Regions from separate parts of the Drosophila melanogaster genome. Here region 1 is linked to region 2. Evidence: chromatin contacts called from public HiChIP or PLAC-seq data. All regions are on one chromosome and are shown on one strand. The core of a region is the stretch at or near the end of the contact, and the rest is flanking DNA. Distances in the headings are between cores, read along the strand shown. Region 1 holds the start of ZnT35C (Zinc transporter 35C). Region 2 overlaps wwk (white walker).

Region 1 (4,576 bases), core at 518-3,017, 150 kb after region 2:
GTGCAAAATGCCGCTGCCTGCTGCGTTTTCTTGATAATTTATGAATGACTGCAAATTGCTGCGAGGCAGTCCGACCTGATTGAAAGCGACACGAAAGTGCCCCGCCGTTTGTCACAGTCACCTTGCCACCGCTTTAAGCCCACCCCTCAGCCCCTCGCAGCCCCTTTTCAACCCCTTTTCACCCCATTTCAGGCCCTCTTAACTTAACCCCTTCTTGCCTCACTCACCTTCGACGTTGTTGGACCGCCCGTGTAAACAAAAAATTTGAGCAGGTGTTGCAGGCGTTGCCGGGTGATTGTTGTTGCCATTGCCAGCGACTACGTTCACACCTGGTTGTCCCTGCTCCATCAGGTGAAAGGATGGGGCCGTGCCATAGTTGCTACGGCGCGTCCGTCCAGAGTCGCGTCTGCAGAAGAAGAAGATGGTTACTCGATGGAAAACTCAAGATTATACCGATAAGTTTCATAAGTTTCATACTGTAAACGCTAAATGCTTTAGTTTTAATCAAAATGTTCATATTTAGCTTATGATGTTCCACTAGAAATAATCTTACAAGTGTGCATCACAAAACAAGTTTGGAATGTGGTCTAAACAATATATAACGTTTTCCCAACTAATTCTTTAATTAAAATGTGCCATTCGTTAGTTTTATTCTGCACAAGTTTCTATAGAAATGCACTTGTTTTCCACGGTAAACAAGTGCAAGACGCCCAAAAGAATGAGAAGTAAGTAAGTGCAGCCACAGCAAGAAAAGTTTTTCCGTGGCAGCTTCGACTGGAAAAACCCCGGCAGAGAATTAAAACGTAGCGTTGCCGGTGCCAACAAAACACTGCGGCATTTAAGCAGACACAATGTACAGTGGGGCCATTGACTGCCATAAGCCCCACCGAACCGACCGTCCATCAGCAGGCAGTTGCCACTGTAATGAGCTTGATGCTTTGGAAAGCGAGGCGAAATGCACCGAAAAAAGGAGTTTTTTTGATAGGTGCTAAAATGAAAAGTGCTGCGAAAAATTCAATTTGAAGTTTTGTTACTTAACGCAAACTACGATGACTACTTAAAGGCCACGCCCACTCCGCCGACGCCGCCTTCATCAGCAGCACGTGTGTGTGCGTGTGATGTGCCCGTTGATAAGTTTCTCATGTTGCATGGGTGTGTGTGTGTGCGTGGGTGGGCGTGCGTTGGTGGGCGTGGGTGTGCCAGAGCAAGTGCGCGTAATTTTTACTACGGAAAGTGCAAATGGCGCTAAACTACTTGCTCTGCAACTTTCCAACGCAATTGCACAAAGGAAGAAAAAAAAATCAAAAAAAAAAAAAGAAAAACGAGTGAAAAAAAAACAGCAAGCAAAATACGTTAGCCGTCGCACTTTAAGCTTTCGATCCAACTTTTGGAGGCCTGTGCGCACCTAGAAAATCCCAAGACTCCAGGAACCCGACAGTTGTCACTGCTCCCACGCGGTCCGCTCTTACGCCTATTTAACAAATCAGCAGCTCATTTGGCGCTTTATGTTAATTTGGCCCAAAAGAGATTTTATATTCGGCCAACTTTTTGCGCTGCGCAAACTTTGGCCCAGGAAGTCAGGCGATAAACCGTTTTCCCAGCATCCCATAACTTACTTGGCAATCGGTGTATCCTCGTTCCTGGACATTATTATTTCCGAATATTAACTCACTTTATATTTTTTCAACAAGACACACTAACACCACACGTTACAACACAAGACCGCACCGACAAGTGTTTCTTATAAGATCCCATATGCTCCACTGATTCACAGAGGCTGTGGAATGATAAGATTCAAGCAAATAGTAGATAATCGTGGTTATCTTAACTTACAACTTTCAGATCGGCGAGAGCCGAGTGCAATGCATGTGTTTGTACTTCGAGGGAGGTGAGGAGGGGTGGATCAGTCTAGAAGCTAAAATAAAGCAGAAACAAAACACTCAAAAAAAATAACTGGTATATATATTCCAAAGCAAAGGTAAACATTATTCGTCCCAATAATAATATATATAATGATAATATATAGATAGATAATATCTTTATATAGAATAATATAATCCGCATAATTATAATTGTTGAAAATTACATAATGCCAAAGCGGATTTCAAAATAAAGATTTAAAATTAAAAATTAAACAAATGTAAATCAAGGTAGATTCATCATAGATATAACAATGATTGATAAAGTTATCAACAGAATATCAGATCTTTGGGTTTAGTACTTTCTTTTTTAAGGAAATAAAAACTTTTAATTTTAATACTGTGCCAACATTTTTCTGCGTGCAATGTGAAACGAAAAAGGGGAAGAAAGATGCCCATTCTTATCAGCAGGAGGTATGATATGTCAAGTGTGAATATAGCACACGGACCGTTCAATGATGGTAACGTGCGGTAAGACAACCAACGGGATCAGTTTGCTTTTAAGAGCAGGTTTACCCAGCCGGCAGATAAGAATGTGAATGGGCGCAAAGCACTCGCTAGAATTTTTGAATTTTGCGCTTATTCTCGGGCTGCCAGATAGCTGAAAACAGTTTGATGTTGGTATTTTTAAATGAAGCCCTGGCTTTACAAATATAGGAAAATATTGTACAATAGGTGGTTTATTTGAAAGGTTAATAAAATAACAATGCTCAAAAGCTACAAACTCGTTTTTCCTTATTCTAACTTTTCTAAGTTTAAAATTAGAAATATATATTTTAAACTCTTTCAAGCATAAAGATCAAACGATAAGAAGAACTTAAAGATTTGATATTAGTAAAAATGTTTTGGGCAGGGTATATAATAAGATAAGATTTATTTCATAGGTACAGGGTTCACAACTTTTTTAATTCATTGGGATTGGTGAATGCATAATATGGGATAGAATATTCTTGAAATACCATCCCCAAGATTAACGGTAACTGGCAAGTGTCATCCCTAAGCGATAGGTCCGTTACGACTCGCGCATCGCTGGCACGAGTGGCGATGTTTTAAAAAAATCAATATGAAGGCCACAACGTGCGGGAGTTCGTGAAAGTTTAGCTAGCGTTATTAGTCAATGATGTCGGGGCGTTGTGCACTCGAATTGATAGCCGATAATTCGCCCGGACTGCCGCCGCGGCAGTGACCAGATAGATGGCCATGGCCAACTGAACGGAAGGAGAGCGCGAGACCAGAAAAAAGCGAGCCACAAGCACCAAACAGCCACCAAGTGATGGCCTCCTCCACATCCTCTGCGCGTGGGAACAACAAAGCAGCCACCACCAACACCACCGCAGCCACCGCTCCCGTCTCCACCGCCTCGTCGGCTGCCGTTTCCGGTTCCGGTGCCACCTCCGCGGCAGCTACTGCCTCCGCTCCGCCAGCTGTGACCCTAAGCGAGCTGATTGGCCAGCAGCTGAAGCACCTGAACGCCGATGAGCTGCTGCACAAGGACGAGCTGCAGCTGCTCCTGCTCATAACGCCTGTGCAACGCCAGAAACTGAGCCGCAATCTGGAGGATGGCGATCTGGAGGCCAGCACCTCGGCGGCGCCACTTTCGCGTCCCGAAAACGGCGAGGAGGATGACGACCTGATTGGGGCGGTGGGCGGACTCGGTATTTCGTCCCCAACTACGACCAAGGAGCCGGTGCTAGATTTTAGGTAAACATAACGATGTGGCCACTAGTCCATAAAAGCACAAACCCAAACTTAATCGCTTTCACTAACTAACCAGATTTGTCAAAACGTTAAGAATGTCGATAGTGTCAATTCACAATAGCAAACATAGTCGTTATCTAATATCCTAAAACAGGAAGAAAGTTTAAAAACAAAAAACATATTCACATTGTACAATGATTATACCCATTATGTGTAAAGCAAAAGGGAATGCTGGATTCGGGGAAAAGTATGTAACAGTACAATGATTCGTTTTTGGCTCTTTTAAGTATTTATGTTCATAATCAGATTGACTAGCCATGACGATTCAGCCAAGCACGTCCGTTCAGCTGAGTAAAGGGTATAAGATAGTCCAGGGTATCCATTATTTTTATTATTTGAAAAAACCTAAAATGCGTTTGCTTGAATGTGTATTACGTGTTGGTAAGAAATAGGCATTTTTTAGAAGCAGTAATAAAATTCCTCAGACAAAAAGCTTACTTTTCCACACATATAAATGTTTAATATAAATCTTTTTTTTTACGTATTTATTATTACATTGATTTTTTTATAGTTTCGCATGTCATCCTCGAACAATATGCAAAGCAAATTAAAAACGCGTGGTGCTTTTTCAACCAGTGGCCTAATGTTGGTTAGGCCAAGCTATTATGCAAATCCATAATTACCCCACGAAATTAATTTAATTTGTGGGAGGTGATTTTGCACCCTTGCACATTGGGCTTCGTTTAAGATTAAATGACCCGATTAAAAAAAAAAAAATAAACTAAAAATTAATATTTAATAAACTAGAAATTAATATTTAATCGAAATATAGGTTTACAAAAATGTGCAATTTTGAAGTCACATTTAAATCATTTCATTTGGTTCATATCCATCCATCCATTTGTTGCCAGCACTTTTTACCACTTTTTACCACTTTGTAATAACGGCCCAGTATAGTC
Region 2 (4,518 bases), core at 244-2,743:
AATAATTCTTTCTAACTTTGTCTTTGTAGGCTCTGGCCAAGTTGCCCATGCCACAGCCAGTGGGCGGCGAGTTGTCTCTTATACCCATCGAACAACTAATACAAATTGAGGATATCATACCTGCGATGAAAGCTGCAAGCACTTCGGGTGCAACCACATCGTCCAGTCAAGCCGGCCCATCGACGTATCATCAACAGCAGCATCAACAACAGCACTACCACCCACCTTCAAATCCACATCCGCACACGGATAATTAAGCTAATAAATATCAAGATTGATGGCCACCCTTTCGCACACTTTGTAAATAGTTTTCTATGCACCCGCCCCCATTAAGTCGAGATTTTATCAAAGTTACTGATGATATATGAGCAAATTTGCTGAATGTGTGTCTTGTCCAGAGTTGGAAGAAACTAATTAACTATATATAGTGGTTACCATATAGAAAATTAAGTTACTCAAACAATAGGTCGACAAGATTCGAACTTTATTTGGTCCAAAGCTAAACAATACAGAATTTGAATGAAATTTGCCTGTAGGTTAATAATATTAAGTTACCGGCAAATTTCATTTAGATTTTCTAACGTTTAGTCTTGGTCTGTTTTTTTTTTTGGTTTCGTTTTCCAGTGAAAACCGAGCAATTTTTCCAAAACCATTTCATATACAAATTTATCAAAGTTTTGTATGAATGGAGTTCATTTGAATACAAAACTAAATAATGTTTATGGCAACTTAGACTTTCGGGTACAGTGCAATAGAAGTGCATACATAGAAATTGTAGTATGCAAAGAAAACAATACTTTTTAAGAGTTGTGAAACGAATTTTGTGTTAGCGTTTTAGCTGTTAATTCGTTTTCGTAGTCATTGTTGCTTAGCGTTTAGTCGTATAAATCACTTTGTTACACACAAAATGTTGAAAATGTTAAATTTGCATTTATGTTGCCAGTGAGCGGATACTTAATAATTACGCAATCGCTAACACTCTCACACGATAATCGAAATCAGACAAAACAACGACACGCATAACTGTGAGATAATATCGTCCATTGTTCCTTCCATATAAAGGATAACGCCTTCGCACTCGCTTTTAGCTATGGTACAACAGATCAGATGGAAACTATTACTAAATGCAGCTAGCTATAAACGCTGAAAACTACATATTACTTGCTGCATTGTTTTTTTCTCGTTTTTCTATGTGTGGTCCTAGCTTGATCGAAGAGAAAACGAAAAAAAAAAAATTGCACACTTTATCAACAGTCTAGTCAAAGGATCTACACTTTAACATAGATGCACCCAAACACAACGGCTATTTGTAAATATATTGTAGGGACTAAGTGTAATTTAAATGAGGTATACAAATTATATTAATGTAATAATTAAACGTGCTCTTGTGTTGAACAAAAATTTCAAGTAAAGCCATTCAATAAAGAAATTGTATTTGACTGGATGGTCAGTTGGGTGTTAAACTTTGCTATAGCCTCGTGGAAATTAAAGAAGCATACTTTTGGGATGATAACATATCTTGTGCGGATGAGCATTGAATTTGAATTTTAAAGGACTTACGCTGCACAGATAAAACTAATTTCTTTTTTAAGCACATATATTTATATTTACTTTAGTTAATATTATTATACATTGGTAGATTTTATCATGTTATTTACATATATGTAAATGACTTGCAGTTAACCACTTCATTTTTCAAACAGAATTAGCTTGATGACTGTTAAGCTTATAGAGTTTCTGTAATATCATTTTAAATGTCGGTTTATATGAGTGATACCATTTATTACTTTCAAGTCCATAAAAATACCTTTACTTCGACAAACACTTTACATTCCTTTCAATTGCTGTGTTACTGTGTAAGCCTGTAAGATATGTAAATCTTGTACACGTCTCAGATAGAGCACGCACTTTAATTAAACGGGTCAAGGATAATGGCGGGTCAGCTGTGAAACTTTTCCAGAACTGATTGCACTGCCACTTGCATCTGCCCGGCTGTGGTTTAATCATTACGTTTAAATCAGATAGAACCACTGCCCTCACCACAGACAGCATTCGATGGGTACAAGTGTTTCGCCTGATTTTCTTTTCTTTTCTTTTTCTTTTTTTTTTGTGCAACAACATTTTTCATTTTGTTTTATAGCTAAGCTTAACGAATGGTGGACACGGGTCAAGTCAAGTCTCTCGACACACACATGGGTCTCGCAATTCCACGTACAAATCCCCAACCTCAGATCCCATACCTCGTTCACCGTCACCGTCATCGTCATCGTCATCGCCATCAACACTTGTCATTGTTGCAGGTGAGCTGTGAGCAGTAAGCAGTCAGCAGTGAGCTTGCCCGTAACTGATTTCAGTTGGCTGATAAAATTTCTGAGCCAAGCATTCGTTGGCCATTTGCCTGCTTGACAAACGCACTCCGCACGTACGGCTAATTAACGCGCGTTTTAAGGCCTCGCTCCCGTAATCCCCAGCCCTCTCACCCTTACCCCGATATCCGATATCACTGCTCCCCATCTGGCTGACTCCCCCTGCTTTGTCCCACTGGGCACGAGTCGCATTACGAATGCATTGCGGTACGACGCTCCGGATTTGGCCAGAATGTCCTACCAACGTTGATTGAGGGGCATACATATGTATGTTTTAGTAGTTCACGTACTCATATGTTTGATTTGGTTGAAAGGCAGGCTGAAAATTAGATTTATTAGTAGACCCATTTCGTAGTAAACTAAACTAAAAGGAAACTACAAAGTACAATTTAAGTTGTTCTAAAATGAATTATTGAAATATATCTATATAAGGAAGTAACAATGTCTTGCAAAATATCACATAGTTAAATTGTCAAAACTAAGGCTTATGCATCTTTTATTAAAGTTTAAAAACGTTGTATAGAAAAGTGCAGAGCTGACCAATCAAGATGTCCAACTTGGCCATAAATCTGCGCAACACCCAAACGAAATGAACACAAAAAAAAAAAAAAAATAATGGCACAATGGCGGCCTGAGGAAATAGTTAGTTATGTTATGTAGGAAACCACAACGAGCCATAGTTGCTATATGTACAAGTGTTCAGTGGAGATCGCGAAGGTTGGCCAGATGATGATGATGATAATGATGATGATGATGGTGATCATGATGGAATGGTGATGCGAACTAGGTAGCCACCAAACAGAAAACAGACAACGCTTTATGGGCGATATTACCGTAAGATAATGGACCACCAGTCGGAGCTAAAAAAAAAAAACTTTTGGGGCCTTGTCCGCGAGACACAGGTTGGTGAAATCTCGTCGGACTTGGATTCGGATTCGGAGTCTGGGTCTGGGACTGTGACTGGCGGCACTGCTTCTCTGCACCTGACCCGAAAATGTTTCACATTGCGCGAGTTACAGTTAAACGCCATTTTTTCCATTGAAATTTGGCTGTTTTTGAAGATTTTTTGTTCGTGAAGATCTCTTGTTACGGCGAGAAAGCAAGGTGCAAAAGGTTTTTTTGAGACTCGGACGGTGTCCCAAAACCCATCCAGTAGCCGGCAATTTGTTTGTCCAAAATGGCTGGTTGGGCCATTAATATGGGTAGAAAACACGGTTGGCCCAAAAATAAAATGAAACGACAGAAACGGCCACGCCTCGAGGGCGCAACGGTAAATGCCCCCCAAGACAGAGTTTTTTTTTTTGGTTTTTTGGGGGTAGTGCTTACTTTTTCGACTACAATTTTCTGTAGTTTAGTCAGAGTTGCGAGTCGGATCTGACCCATGGTTTATTCACCTGTGCTGCTCATAGCCATTGTGAGCTTAAATTAAAATTTAAATTGCTATAACATTCGGTTGTGGCTGTGTCTGTCGAGTGTTCGTTGTTGTTTATCTTAATGAAACTTTTTAAATCACTTTTAAGAGCGTCAGTCGGTTTTTTGTCGGTCGGCGACTATTAAAGCATACGCTATATATAAAGCTCACACTCTCTCGGATCTCTTTGATTTAAATGCATTTAATTTTGAGGCATGTGAAAATTAATTACATTTAATTAGCCTGGCCCCCATCCCAACCCATCCCGTTTTCGTTTCGTTCTGTTCCCCAAATACAAGTTGCCGTTGTTTGCTTTTAATGGTTTGATAATTTCAATTTTCGTTTACCCAATAATGAAAACGCCCGGTAACGTGGAAACTAATAAAACTTTAAACCCATCCAGTAGCACCGACTTTATGGCCCCTTCTCGAAAATACAAAAAAAAAGGAGTGTAGAACGATCTTGAGTTTGCATGTATTGTAGATGGAGAGAAGGTCACACGATTCTTTAATTGAATTTCAAACGAAATGTACTTGGGCTTCTTTTCAAAGCTAATCAAATTAAACGGAAGCAACGTTCTATTTAGCCTCTGTTTTATAAGTATTTAAATCGCATTTCAACGCAAATCAATTTGTATTTAACTCAATTGAGGTTAACTATTAGGGTGGCAGACCTTATAATCTGAATCAAGGAAATCTGCTTTCGGTAGAATCTTACAAATAGCCAGTAAAGTTAAGGAGA

The links. HiChIP or PLAC-seq counts read pairs in DNA pulled down with a chosen protein or histone mark.
Region 1: a CP190 HiChIP or PLAC-seq map of the Kc167 cell line shows a contact between it and region 2, with 3 times the contacts expected there. The contact joins the promoter of ZnT35C here to the enhancer-like site in region 2. A contact is called at or near these places in 12 of 107 Hi-C or Micro-C datasets (the Kc167 cell line, the S2 cell line, embryo and 2 more) and 1 of 6 datasets of contacts at active chromatin or transcription factors (the Kc167 cell line).

What each region holds. Positions count from the first base shown.
Region 1 is chr2L:15,245,947-15,250,522 of dm6, forward strand. ZnT35C (Zinc transporter 35C) reads right to left here and starts at 1,768. Exons shown (of 8, transcript NM_135897.5): 1 at 1,617-1,768; 2 at 228-406. The coding sequence starts at 1,648. It overlaps dao (down and out), which reads left to right and starts at 2,933. Exons shown (of 6, transcript NM_001273533.1): 1 at 2,933-3,620. The coding sequence starts at 3,193.
Region 2 is chr2L:15,095,473-15,099,990 of dm6, forward strand. wwk (white walker) reads left to right here. Exons shown (of 15, transcript NM_205997.2): 15 at 30-1,443. The coding sequence ends at 257. Among named protein-coding and RNA genes, the nearest start is that of CG15269, 12 kb to the right of the region's middle. Within about 2 kb of position 1,494, at least 14 of the 39 cell types and tissues checked have an H3K27ac peak or open chromatin away from gene starts, as enhancers often do. A contact at or near this core is called in the Kc167 cell line, eye imaginal disc and wing imaginal disc, where this site is marked.